Linked DNA regions of Sus scrofa: all the other regions are linked to region 2. A link is a contact called in public Hi-C and promoter capture Hi-C data. All regions are on one chromosome and are shown on one strand. The core of a region is the stretch at or near the end of the contact, and the rest is flanking DNA. Distances in the headings are between cores, read along the strand shown. Region 1 holds the start of FGD4 (FYVE, RhoGEF and PH domain-containing protein 4). Region 2 holds the start of AMN1 (protein AMN1 homolog). Region 3 holds the start of IPO8 (importin-8).

Region 1 (3,571 bases), core at 1,050-3,549, 640 kb after region 2:
GGAAAGGGGTGATTCTGAACTGCCAGCTCTACCATGGTCTAGGGCTCAGGTTCTTTCAATGGCCCCTCCCTCTGAATTCTAGCTGGCACTTGGAGAAGAGAAGTAGAATTTCACAGCCAGGGTGCAGAAGCCAGGCCTGGAAGTGACATATATTACTTCTGCCCACAAAACTTTGAAGAACTCAGTTACATGGCTCCATCTAACTGCAAGAGAAGGTTTAAATCAGTTTCCTTTTGTGCCTAAGGAAAATGATACATGATTTGGTCAGCATTCAACATTGTCTCAGTCATAGAGACATGGCATAAAAGTGCCTGTGTATTGCATGCTTCTTTGTATTTCAGGACCCAGCACAGTTCTCATTCAACACGTGTTAATGAATTACTACTGTTTTCTATAAGCTATATAAGCAAATAAAATACTATATAAAGGAATACCTTCTGTGGTGCAACAGAATGGGCAGCATCTTGGTAGCTGTGTCTGCGACCTACACCACAGCTCACGGCAACGCTGGATCCTTAACCCGCTGAGCGAGGCCAGGGATTGAACCTGAAACCTCATGGTTCGTAGTCGGATTTGCTAACCACTGAGCCATGAGGGGAACTCCCCATATTTCTTTTTAAAATTTTTTTGGCCACACCAGTGGCATGTGAAAGTTCCTGGGTCAGGGATCGAACCGGTGCCACAGCAGTGAAAATGTTTAAACTGTTGAGCCACCAGAGAATTCCAACAGTAGCTTTTTATTGAACCAAATACACTATGTTAAAAATCTGTGTATTTAAATTTTAAATAATAAATTGTAGTTAACATGCATATGGAGGTAAAACTACTTTCATTATTAATTTACATTTGAAATTACTTGTTGAAATCATTTCTGATAATATCTAGCACAGTAGATAATACCACAACTGCAGAGAAAAGAGAAACAATAATTAGGTACAATGCAGTAATACAGGGATAATAAATCTGAAGTGAGGAAAAGCTTCTTTTAACAAGGTCTGAATGGAGGTATTAAAAAAGTAGGGGTGCATAGTTCCTTCTCCTAAGGGGTATATATATTGGAGAAACAGCTAAGGAGACTTAGAAAGTTGAACTGCCTCTTAAAAGGTTTCTGGAGGAGGACTGGGTTATGGGACACACTTCAGGAAGCTGGACAAGACGTTTACCTGGGTGAAGGTCAGCCCATCTAAATAAATGTGAGGTGGCCTCTAATGTGGGGGTAATAGCTGGAGAACTTTCTGATCGCGCTGGGATACTTGGAATGCTGCTCTTTCCACACCTATCTCTGTGGTTTAGGAACACTTTTCATTATTAGAGAGTGTAGTTAATTTTAAAATGTAGGAAAGCAAACCAATTTCTTCTCTTCCCTTCCCTTCCCCCTCTTTTCTCCCCACCCGCCCCCAACAAGCCCTGAGGCATGTGGAAGTTCCTGGGCCAGGGGACAATATCCAACAGCAGAGATGCGAGCCACAGCAGTGACAAGGCCTGACCCTTAACCCTCTGAGCCACTAGAGAACTCCAAAAAAAAAAAAAAAAACCAAAAAAAACAAAAAAACAAAAAAAACAACTTAAAATGTAGTTTCTTTGACTTGATATTTAGCTTATGTTTTAAAAACATGACGCAACAAATGACAAGGACTCTAAAGTGCATTACTAATACAGTTCTGAAAGTGTTCGCGATGATGAAGGGTCTGATGCTTTTACCGAAACCTGTGGATGGTTAGCTCCAATTTTCTCTTGTACTTCCAAGCACCTCTTCATCATTCTCTGGCTGGATGCTCCTGGGAAATTTTTTTTGGTTCAGTAGATAAGTACAGGCTTTGGGGCAGAGCCTTGGGCAACAGTCTAGCTTTACAGCGCTCTGTGACCCTCTGTAGGTTCCGCACTTTGGTTTTCTTATCTGAAATACTTATCTCACTGGGTAGCTCTACGACATAAATAAGATCATTATCAAGGGCTCAGCAGCCACTTGAGACACACGTGTGACCCTCGCCGTGTGGGTCTGCGAGAATTGCAGGACCTGTAAGGAGTCCAGAGTAGCTGTGATTATCTCTTCTTTCTTTCCGAGTCCAGCCAAAGTCCCCCAAGTAAGCGCGGCTGATCCTGGGCGCACCCCAGGTGTGCGCTCGCAGGTGAGGGCCTTTGCGGCACCCATCAGCTGGTGGGCAAGCCTGGGCGAGCGGAGCGGAGGAGATCCGGAGGCAGGGAGGGGGAGTGGAGGGAGGGAGAGGGGGCAGGGAAGGACGGGGCGGAGCTGCCCGGACGCTCCCGGTGGCACTGCGAGTCCTGGGCCGCTGCCCGGGCCGGACGAGGAGGCGGTAGCGGCGTCCACTGGCACAACTCTGGGCGCTCTCCACCACCCGCCCTCGGGGGCCGGCCGACGATTGGTCCAGAGAGCAGGGGGTGGAGGCAGCCGGGCCGGCCGCTGCAGTGGCGGCGTCAGGTGAGAGCGCTAGCCGCAGAGACCCGGGCGTGGCGGCTGCCGCACAGGGAGTCGGAGCCAAACTCTCCTCGCGGCCCTGGGCTTCCCGAGAAGGAAGGGATAAGGAAGCTCTTGCCAAGGAGACGACGAAGCAGGGCGGCGCCGGCGCGGAGCAGCCCCGAAGTCGCCCCTGTGGAGTGGCGCCACGCCTTGGCATGCAGGCGACGCCCCCCGGGGTCCGGTCGCCCCTCGGCAGTCCGCTGAGTTCGCGCTCGCGGCCCGACTTGGGCGTGGGAGGGCGCCGAGTCGTAAGCGAGCGCGGCCAGATGAGCGGCGAGGGCGACTACAACTTCAGGCGGGTGGCGATCCGGCGAAAGTCAAACCTCTCCTACCTGCCTCTCGGGACCCCCCGGCCCTGGAGTCGGCCCTCGTCGCACTTGGGATGGGCCGAGACGGCCACCTTCAGGGGCCAGGCCCCCGCAGACTCTCCAGGTAAATGTCTCTGGAGGTGAGGGGTGAGCGGGGCGTCGTCGCAGGTGAGGGACTGCCGAGCGCCCGGCAGGCATTCAGGCGGTCCAACCCATGATCTCTTTTGTCCCTTCCCCCAAAGGTCCTTGGGCGGCAGCGCGCTGGGGGCTGAACTTACCTGTCCTGGAGGTCACTTACCAGGGAATTCCGGAAGCGAAGGATAACTCATTTTAAAAGTTTGGTTAGGAATTAATAAGGCCCATTTTCTAGGTACTGAAGTTCGTTTTTTTTCCGCTAAGTTGCTTTCGGCAGACCTCGTGAAGGACTAGCACAGTGAATGCAGGAAGCGGGTGCTGGTTCTGGTCAGGCACCCTGGCTGTAGACTGACCTTGGACCATGTATCTTGAGGGCTCCGTTTTTCCCTTTGGAAAAAGACTGTTGAGTGTGAAAAGCTGCAAGTCTCTCTTAAGAAAACATATTCCTACTATCAAGAAATAGGATTTTTATTGCTGTTTTTGTATTGATAAATTAAGCTATCAGTAATTTGGTGTTTTGAGTTCTGAATTCTTATCAAATCCTTGTCTTAGAAAAAAATCCTCAAAATGATCTGTTCAAGCCCACACCTTCACCTTTGCTCTTTAAAGGCATTCGGTTCTCCCCAGGCAGGCTTGAAGCTATGTAGAA
Region 2 (4,065 bases), core at 577-3,076:
CTTCTTCCACCTGATAGAGGTTTCATTACTATAAGACAGCTCACAGGATATGACAGAATATTATCTATAGCCCCTGAGAAGGTCCTTGACTTTGCTTAATGACAAAACTATTATTACGTGGCCTCATTTGACTGTTTCCCTTCGCTCACTTCTCTGATTAAACTTATTCTTTGACTAAAGTTTTTCCACAGAAAAACTAAGTCCTGCTCCATTTCAATATTAACCTCCCTAGTAACCTCTTAAAGAGGTTGTTTTTTTTTTGGCCTCATCTGTGGCATATGGAAGTTCCCAGACCAGGGGCAAGTCACAGCTGCAGCTATGGCACCAGTCGCAGCAACAGCAGATCCAAACCATATCTGCAACCTACACCACAGCTTGTGGCAATGCCAGATCCAGGCATCGAACCAGCATCCTCATAGAGACGACGTTGGGTCCTTAACCTGCTGAACTATAATAGAAACTCCCTCTCAAGAGTTTTAAATGTCTTTAAATTGAGCAGCCACTCACATAGCAAATGAAATCCATCAGGATAAGACAGCTAAAAGAACTCAGTGATCCCACTGCCACTGCCTAGGGTGATTACGAAACTATCAGTAACAGCAGTTACCTGACCGTTCACCTCCATGACTACATCAAATGAGGTAGTGAGAGTAACACTATATTGGTTTACAGTATCAGCTTGCTAAGACAATGACCAGAAGTCGGGGATTTATTAAATAAAATAAAATGGAGACCAGGCTTGAAAATTCCCCAAACTGACCAAGCCAGTTAGGCCATGTAATCAAAACTGAACCTAGATTATTTCATGAACGTAAGTGAAATTTAGGTTATTTCTTATAAATGCCTCTGATAATCAACTTAAATAGTCTTCTTAAAATATCTGCATAAAATAAGCACTTTTAACCAATCCCCTGCCATCTGTAAACTCCCACTGCAATGACCATTGCAAAGGTTAAACAACCTTAACGTGCTCACCTCATAAATCACTGGGTAACTACATGTCTCTGTGCTTCTGGTTTCTCCGCCAATAAAATATATCAAGGAAAGCTCTCTTAATTTTAATACTAGGCAGCCTTCTAAACTTTTAATATGTTAAATTTAATCCTCACTACAATGTCATGAGATAGGTATACTAATATTGTAGGTCAAGAACTTGGGCACAGAGAGATGAAATTACTTTCCATGGTTACACAGCTGGTGAACAGCAGAGCCAGGAACTGAACCCAGCAAGCGCAATCGAGAATTTGAGCGCTACAAAAAGGGAATCAATATTTATCCCCATTATAGTAACTGGGTGGAACTTTGCTGAAGGCTTCTGAGTACCCCATCTAATGTTTTGTTTTATCAAGGCTTTCAGCTCCCATCAGACAGGCCACTGCCAGGAACTCCCTGAGTGTGGAGCTGTCAAAGCTGAGTTCGGACACCTATAAAGGACAGACAGGCAAGCTCGCTAGGCAACCCTTTTGGCCTGACCTTCCTCAGTGAGGAGAGCACAAGTCTGGGATCCAGGAGTGGAAACACCTGCGGGGCCTTCTCAGCGGTCAGAGGCGGGAAGGGGGCGGGGAAGGAGAGCCGCGCGGGGCGGCGGGTGGTGCCGCGGCGGGGCGAAGGGAGGCGGGCCGGGGCCAACTCACAGGTCCAGGAGCTGACTGACCCGCTCCGGGGAGGGCATCGTAGCGGCCCTCGGGAACCTCTTCCACGGTTCCGGGGCCGCCGAAATCCAGCCAGAGACAGTCTGTCAACTCCCGCCCCCCGCGTGATGCGTGGCGGCCCCGCCTCTTCCGGTAGCGCGGCGCGGGCGCGCTCGCGCTGCAGGGGCAAAGCCGAGCCCCGCCCAAGGGGCGGAGCCTTGCGCGCGGCGCCCAAGGGGCGGAGCCTTGCGCGCGGCGCCCAAGGGGCGGAGCCTTGCGCGCGGCGCCCAAGGGGCGGAGCCTTGCGCGCGGCGCCCAAGGGGCGGAGCCTTGCGCGCGGCGCCCAAGGGGCGGAGCCTTGCGCGCGGCGCCCAAGGGGCGGAGCCTTGCGCGCGGCGCCCAAGGGGCGGAGCCTTGCGCGCGGCGCCCAAGGGGCGGAGCCTTGCGCGCGGCGCCCAAGGGGCGGAGCCTTGCGCGCGGCGCCCAAGGGGCGGAGCCTTGCGCGCGGCGCCCAAGGGGCGGAGCCTTGCGCGCGGCGCCCAAGGGGCGGAGCCTTGCGCGCGGCGCCCAAGGGGCGGAGCCTTGCGCGCGGCGCCCAAGGGGCGGAGCCTTGCGCGCGGCGCCCAAGGGGCGGAGCCTTGCGCGCGGCGCCCAAGGGGCGGAGCCTTGCGCGCGGCGCCCAAGGGGCGGAGCCTTGCGCGCGGCGCCCAAGGGGCGGAGCCTTGCGCGCGGCGCCCAAGGGGCGGAGCCTTGCGCGCGGCGCCCAAGGGGCGGAGCCTTGCGCGCGGCGCCCAAGGGGCGGAGCCTTGCGCGCGGCGCCCAAGGGGCGGAGCCTTGCGCGCGGCGCCCTAGCGGAGGCCGTATAAAATCGAGGGGAACCTAACCCTTCGGTAAGCGCTGTGGCGGTTATTGTTCTGTTGACGGTGTCCCCAACTCTGGTGGGTTCCAGAGTGGGCCAGGAGGGCGCGCAGCCTAGCCCAGTATCCTCCGAGCCGCGCGAGGTCACTGCTTTTACGTCCGATGCTGGGCCGTGCCTTTGGCGGGGTATGTCGGTGACCGCTGGGATACAGACTCCGTGACCGTCAGAGAGGTTTAGAGGATCTGAGAGTGACTGCCATTTACCTAGCACTTTCTCTAAAGCGCATACTGAGCTACGTGTTTTCCATAATTAACCACATTCATTTAATCCTGTAAAGTCGGAATTTTTTAGCATTTTTTTTACAGATGAGTGGCACTACATATGTACAAAATGCTCAGTAAGAATTTCATCCTGGCGGGGGTAGAAGAAGAGTTTGTGTTCCAATCAGAAAGGACTCCAAAGAAGGAGCCCTCTGGAAGTTCTCAGGTGGTCCAGTGATTAGGATTGGTTGTTCTCATGCTGTTACCTGGGTTCAATTCCTGGTTGGGGAATTGAGATGCTGCTTCAAGCCTGCCTAGTACGGCCAAGGCGGGGTGAGGAAGAGGCCCTCTTTCCCAGGTGGAGTTCTCTCTCCTTGGTTGAGCTGCAGAGTACTTGCTGCTTTTTGGTGCTTTTTCGTCTCTCTTCCCTTTGTAAACTTTTGATTGAAAGTTGCAACCCAATCTTTCTCATCTCTTCAGGATGCTGCTCATTCAGTCAGCACACACCAGGGTAGGGTGTGTGCTGAAAAAGGGTAGGGGTTATGCTCAGTGCTGAGGGTTCAATGGTGAACACTTGAACCAGACAAGTAAAAGAACAATCAGAATAACTAAAATGTGCTAAAATGGAGTTACTTCTCTGGGGAACACTCACATGAGGGTGGGGGAGGAGGTTACAGAAAAGGTACAGAAAAGAAAGGTAGTCTGTTAGGGACTGTAGATTATTCACAATGGGTACAGTGGGAGTGGTGATGTTACTGGAGTCTGCCCAGTGCACAGTGAGGTCAAATAATACTGAAGTCTGAGTTTGGAGTGGAGGAAAGTTTATTGCAGGGCAGTGAGAGGAGACAGGAGGCTCAAGCCCAAGAGAAACTTGAACTCCCCAAAGGCTTTCAGCAAAGCCTTTTAAAGGCAAGGTGAGGGGTGTGGTTATTTGTTGCAAACTTCTTGGGATTAGATCCTTTGTTCTAGCTGCTGTCAGATAGGTCAGGTCACAATGTTCCTGTAAACTGCCAACAAAACAAATGTTATTCTCTATTGTGCAACTTTTTATCTCCATGCAAATGGACTCTTAAAGGTCAGAGCCTTGGGAATAGACTGTCCTGTATATTTCGGGCTATAGGCAACATCCTTCTACAAAAGATGCACAGCCAGCATGACTAAGCACAGACAACAAAGCACAAAGTTTACAGTAAAAAGGAACAGCTCTAATATGGAGTCAGATTTTTTTTTTTTTTTTTTGTCTTTTTGCTATTTTTGGGGCTGCTCCCATATGGAGGTTCCCAGGCTAGGGGTCAAATCGGAGCTGTAGCTGCCA
Region 3 (3,581 bases), core at 352-2,851, 580 kb before region 2:
GGGCTTCAGTTCAACTCAACCTTCTCTCCAGAGTCAGTGTTGTCACTCACTCTTTTAACACATGGAAATCCTAGATTCACACTTATTCCACTGGATTTCCCATTAAAATAACCCCTTTCAAAGGTTCACAGTTTAACCAGGGAAAACTTAACTCCCACAGAACATTTACTTGGGAAAGTCGTTGTTACACTTTAGGAAACACAGAATCACCTAGTTAGCTAATTAAAACACCAATCATTAGACCCCACTCCCAGAGTTTCTTTAAAGTCTAGAGTGAAGCCCCATAATTTGCACTTCCAACAAGTTCCCAAATGACACTGATGCTACTTATCCTGGGCAACACTTTGAGAACCACTAATTTAGGTATATTTCTTTACATTTTAAGGATTACTGCAACCTCAAACAGCTGTCACTCTATCCATTAACAGACCTTAATTCGTACTTTTTAGTGAGAAGGCTGTGATTTATTCCTACAGGTGAGGAGGAAAATATAAGCTAGTATGGAAATGTCGGTGCTATCACTCGAACTAAGGCTAGTTCATAAAGATAGAGGATGGAAGATAAAAGAAAGTCTTACACATTTTACCATTTATAAAAAATTCCTACAAATATTACTCGGCGTATCTTTTGTAAAGCAGTACCACCATGAAAAAACTCTTCCGGCAGCATTTCCCAGCGCTCCAACAAAACTGCCAATCAGTGTCTACACGGTCCTGCCAACCCCGCAGAAGCAGGCAATGGGCAGGGTTTGCCAGAGCAACACCTAAAAAGGGCTGGATCTGCAGAAAAACCGAACTCAGATTTGAATTTTAGGTGTATTTTCCCACCAAGTCAGCGAACTTAAGGAAAAGAAATCACACCCTGAAAACACTAGCAAAGCTTGCTAAAGCTTCTTTTTGCGAACCAAACGGGCTCAACAAACTGCACTAGGGAAGGAAAACGACAGGAAAGATGCAAAGGTGGCCAACAGGTGCGTGAGCCGCTGAGAAAAGATCCCAGGAGAGCGGCGCCACCGGACCCCGGAGCGGGGGCTGGGGCGGGGGTGGGACAGGCCGAGAGACGCGTCGGGGTCGGGGCCCGGGTGCTGGTGGAGATCCGGGGTGCGGAGAAGAGAGAGCCCCGAGAGCCAGCTCGGCGGCAGGGGGGCGCCGCAGGCCCGCTCCTCACCTGGTTGAGTTCATTCTCAGCTGCAATCCGCAGCTTCGGGTCGATGGTGCCCTTCAGCGCCTGGATGATCCGGTTGAGGTCCATCTCCCGGGCGGGGGCTCCGCGGCCCCCGGACCAGTAGGCCAGACAGCAGCTTTAGTTTTTCTTTTGACCCTCTCAGCCTCCTCCTCCGCGACCCCTGCACTACCTCACTCCCCAACCTCCGCCACCGTCGCCACCTGCAGCCACTTGCTGCGCCACTCTGACTCCGCGCCCCCTGTCCTCCCTTTCTACCCCCCACAACTCGCTCTCCATTCACCCTTTTACGACAGCCGGTGGGAGGCGGGAGAAGTAAGAAGAGGAAGCGGCGCCTCTTTTACGGCGGCCTCTTCCCCCGGGCGTGATGCTATATGGCTGCTCCTACTGGCGGCCACCATGCTCCTGTACGGAAAGTGGTCTCGGCTTCTTCCCCAGAGGAAAACGTCTCACCAGCTCCGGCAGGAGGCCGCCTTGCTGCCATACGGAAAACAGCCTCCCGCCTCTTCCCAGAGAGGGAAACGAGCTGGCTAGGTGTCTCTTACAGCTGCTTCCAAATTAAGCATGTATGGATGGAGCGGCACTTTTTGTTAGTCCGAGAACCGTTTGGGCATCATTACAACGGAGCCTCTTCCAGAGCAGACTTTTTGGGACCTTGAGATCATCTAGCCCACGGGAGGACGGACTTCCCTCGGTCTGTGGGAGCCATCATTAGTTCTTTCATTCACACACTCATTGACTGAACATTTTTAAACATGTATTTTTGAGCCCGCGTACTGAGATATTTAGGTACCACATTATAACAAAATGAATTCAATGCAGGTTACTATGAAGGAACTTAGGGTGTGATAGAAGACACAAAGGTAAACAAAAAATATACTTAAACAAAGTAACTGTGGAAATACAGAGATCAGAGGAACTGATATGCCTGAGAGTTTCCGAAATTTTTTCAAATCTTTTCAGAAAAACAGTTAAAGGCAAGAAAGGTTATACTGTTTCCACTGTGGACATATCTGGCCCCACAATTTCAATAGCATAAAAATATGAAAGAGCTAGTTGTTCCTGAGGTTAACCCAGAAAAAGAGAGTTCAGATTACATTTGTAAAGATGACTGTGGGCAAAATGCAATTAAAAGGGGTGTGATCGTTCCAGGAGCAGATAATCGGGAAGGACTGGTTCAGTTAACTGGGTTCAATGTAGAGTAGAAAATACGTGGCGGAAAACTTAGATGCCTGAAATCCCTCCTCTCTGCAGAAGCTGTAAATGGGACCACACCCTTCAGCTGGGTGCAAAAGTGCCTAGTTCTCTGGCTTCTCCAGTTTTGCCTGTTCTCTACATTTCCATCAGAGTAATGTTTCTTAACAGTCAATATTGTCATGTTCCTTACTTGATGATATCCTATCAATTTCCAGGTAAAATACAAACTCCTTAGCACTTCAAGTTATTATGAAACATAGTGCCTTTCATCCTCACACTATTTCCTTATCCCACTCTCTTGGACCTCAGGGATCTAAAACTCCTTGACCTCTGAAACCTTAACTCCAGTATCCTCTTTTCAATTTAGGACCCTTTTCTTCCATTTTTTCTCTCCCTCAATAATTCTATACTTGTTTTCCAACCCAGTCACTTTTCAGTCCTCCTAGCTTATCCAGTCCTGACCACATACACATCCTTCTCTGCTGTTCAACTCCCAATTTAACTTTTCATATCTACCCTTGACCCACTGTGCAAATTGACACTGTTACAAATTGACACTGTGTTCTTTTATCGGGCTCAACAATCCTATTTGTTTCCTTTGTTCAGCAAAATCTTCAGCACCTCAGCAACTGTCCCAACCCTTGAGACCCTTCTCAAACTCCCTACCTCTTTCCACAGAGCCCTGCAAAGATGAAAAAAAAAAAAAACCATTTGATTTTGTAATGGTTTGTAAAAGTTTTTCCTATATTTTCAACCTCTTTCTCTCCACTGATTGAACCTCAGCCTAAAAACATTTCCCCCCAGTTTAAAAAAAAAAAAAAAAAAACTTTCTTCAGTAATGCTATTGGGGTTTTGTTGTTGTTGTTTGTTTGTTTTGTTTGTTTGTTTGTTTGACAATGCCCACAGTATGTGGAAGTTCCCAGGCCAGGGATTGAAACCAAGCCATAGCAGTGACCCAAGCCACTACAATGACAACACCAGATTCTTAACCCACTGCAGCGAAAGAGGACTCCCTATTGTTCATTCTTTTTCACTTTCATGCCAAAGAATGGTGTTCGTTTCTTCTCTACTTCCTTGCTTCCTCTCCATGCTTCCATCGGCTATTCCCAGACTTCTGCCCTCGTTTCCCCTACTGAAACTGCCAACAAAAATCAACACAGATCATTTAGTTGGTATCTAAAGATACATGCATTTGATATATG

The links. Promoter capture Hi-C pulls out the DNA fragments that hold promoters and counts their contacts. Hi-C and Micro-C count contacts between places; a contact is called where the count stands out from the background.
Region 1: a promoter capture Hi-C map of liver shows a contact between it and region 2, with 6 times the contacts expected there. The contact joins the promoter of FGD4 here to the promoter of AMN1 in region 2. A contact is called at or near these places in 1 of 5 promoter capture datasets (liver), 1 of 47 Hi-C or Micro-C datasets (liver) and 1 of 2 datasets of contacts at active chromatin or transcription factors (alveolar macrophages).
Region 3: a Hi-C map of liver shows a contact between it and region 2, with 8 times the contacts expected there. The contact joins the promoter of IPO8 here to the promoter of AMN1 in region 2. A contact is called at or near these places in 1 of 5 promoter capture datasets (liver) and 1 of 47 Hi-C or Micro-C datasets (liver).

The regions. Positions count from the first base shown.
Region 1 is chr5:41,877,925-41,881,495 of Sscrofa11.1, reverse strand. FGD4 (FYVE, RhoGEF and PH domain-containing protein 4) reads left to right here and starts at 2,299. Exons shown (of 17, transcript XM_021092066.1): 1 at 2,299-2,911. The coding sequence starts at 2,635.
Region 2 is chr5:42,516,327-42,520,391 of Sscrofa11.1, reverse strand. AMN1 (protein AMN1 homolog) reads right to left here and starts at 1,826. Exons shown (of 7, transcript XM_021092088.1): 1 at 1,655-1,826.
Region 3 is chr5:43,097,769-43,101,349 of Sscrofa11.1, reverse strand. IPO8 (importin-8) reads right to left here and starts at 1,601. Exons shown (of 25, transcript XM_003126400.5): 1 at 1,168-1,601. The coding sequence starts at 1,251.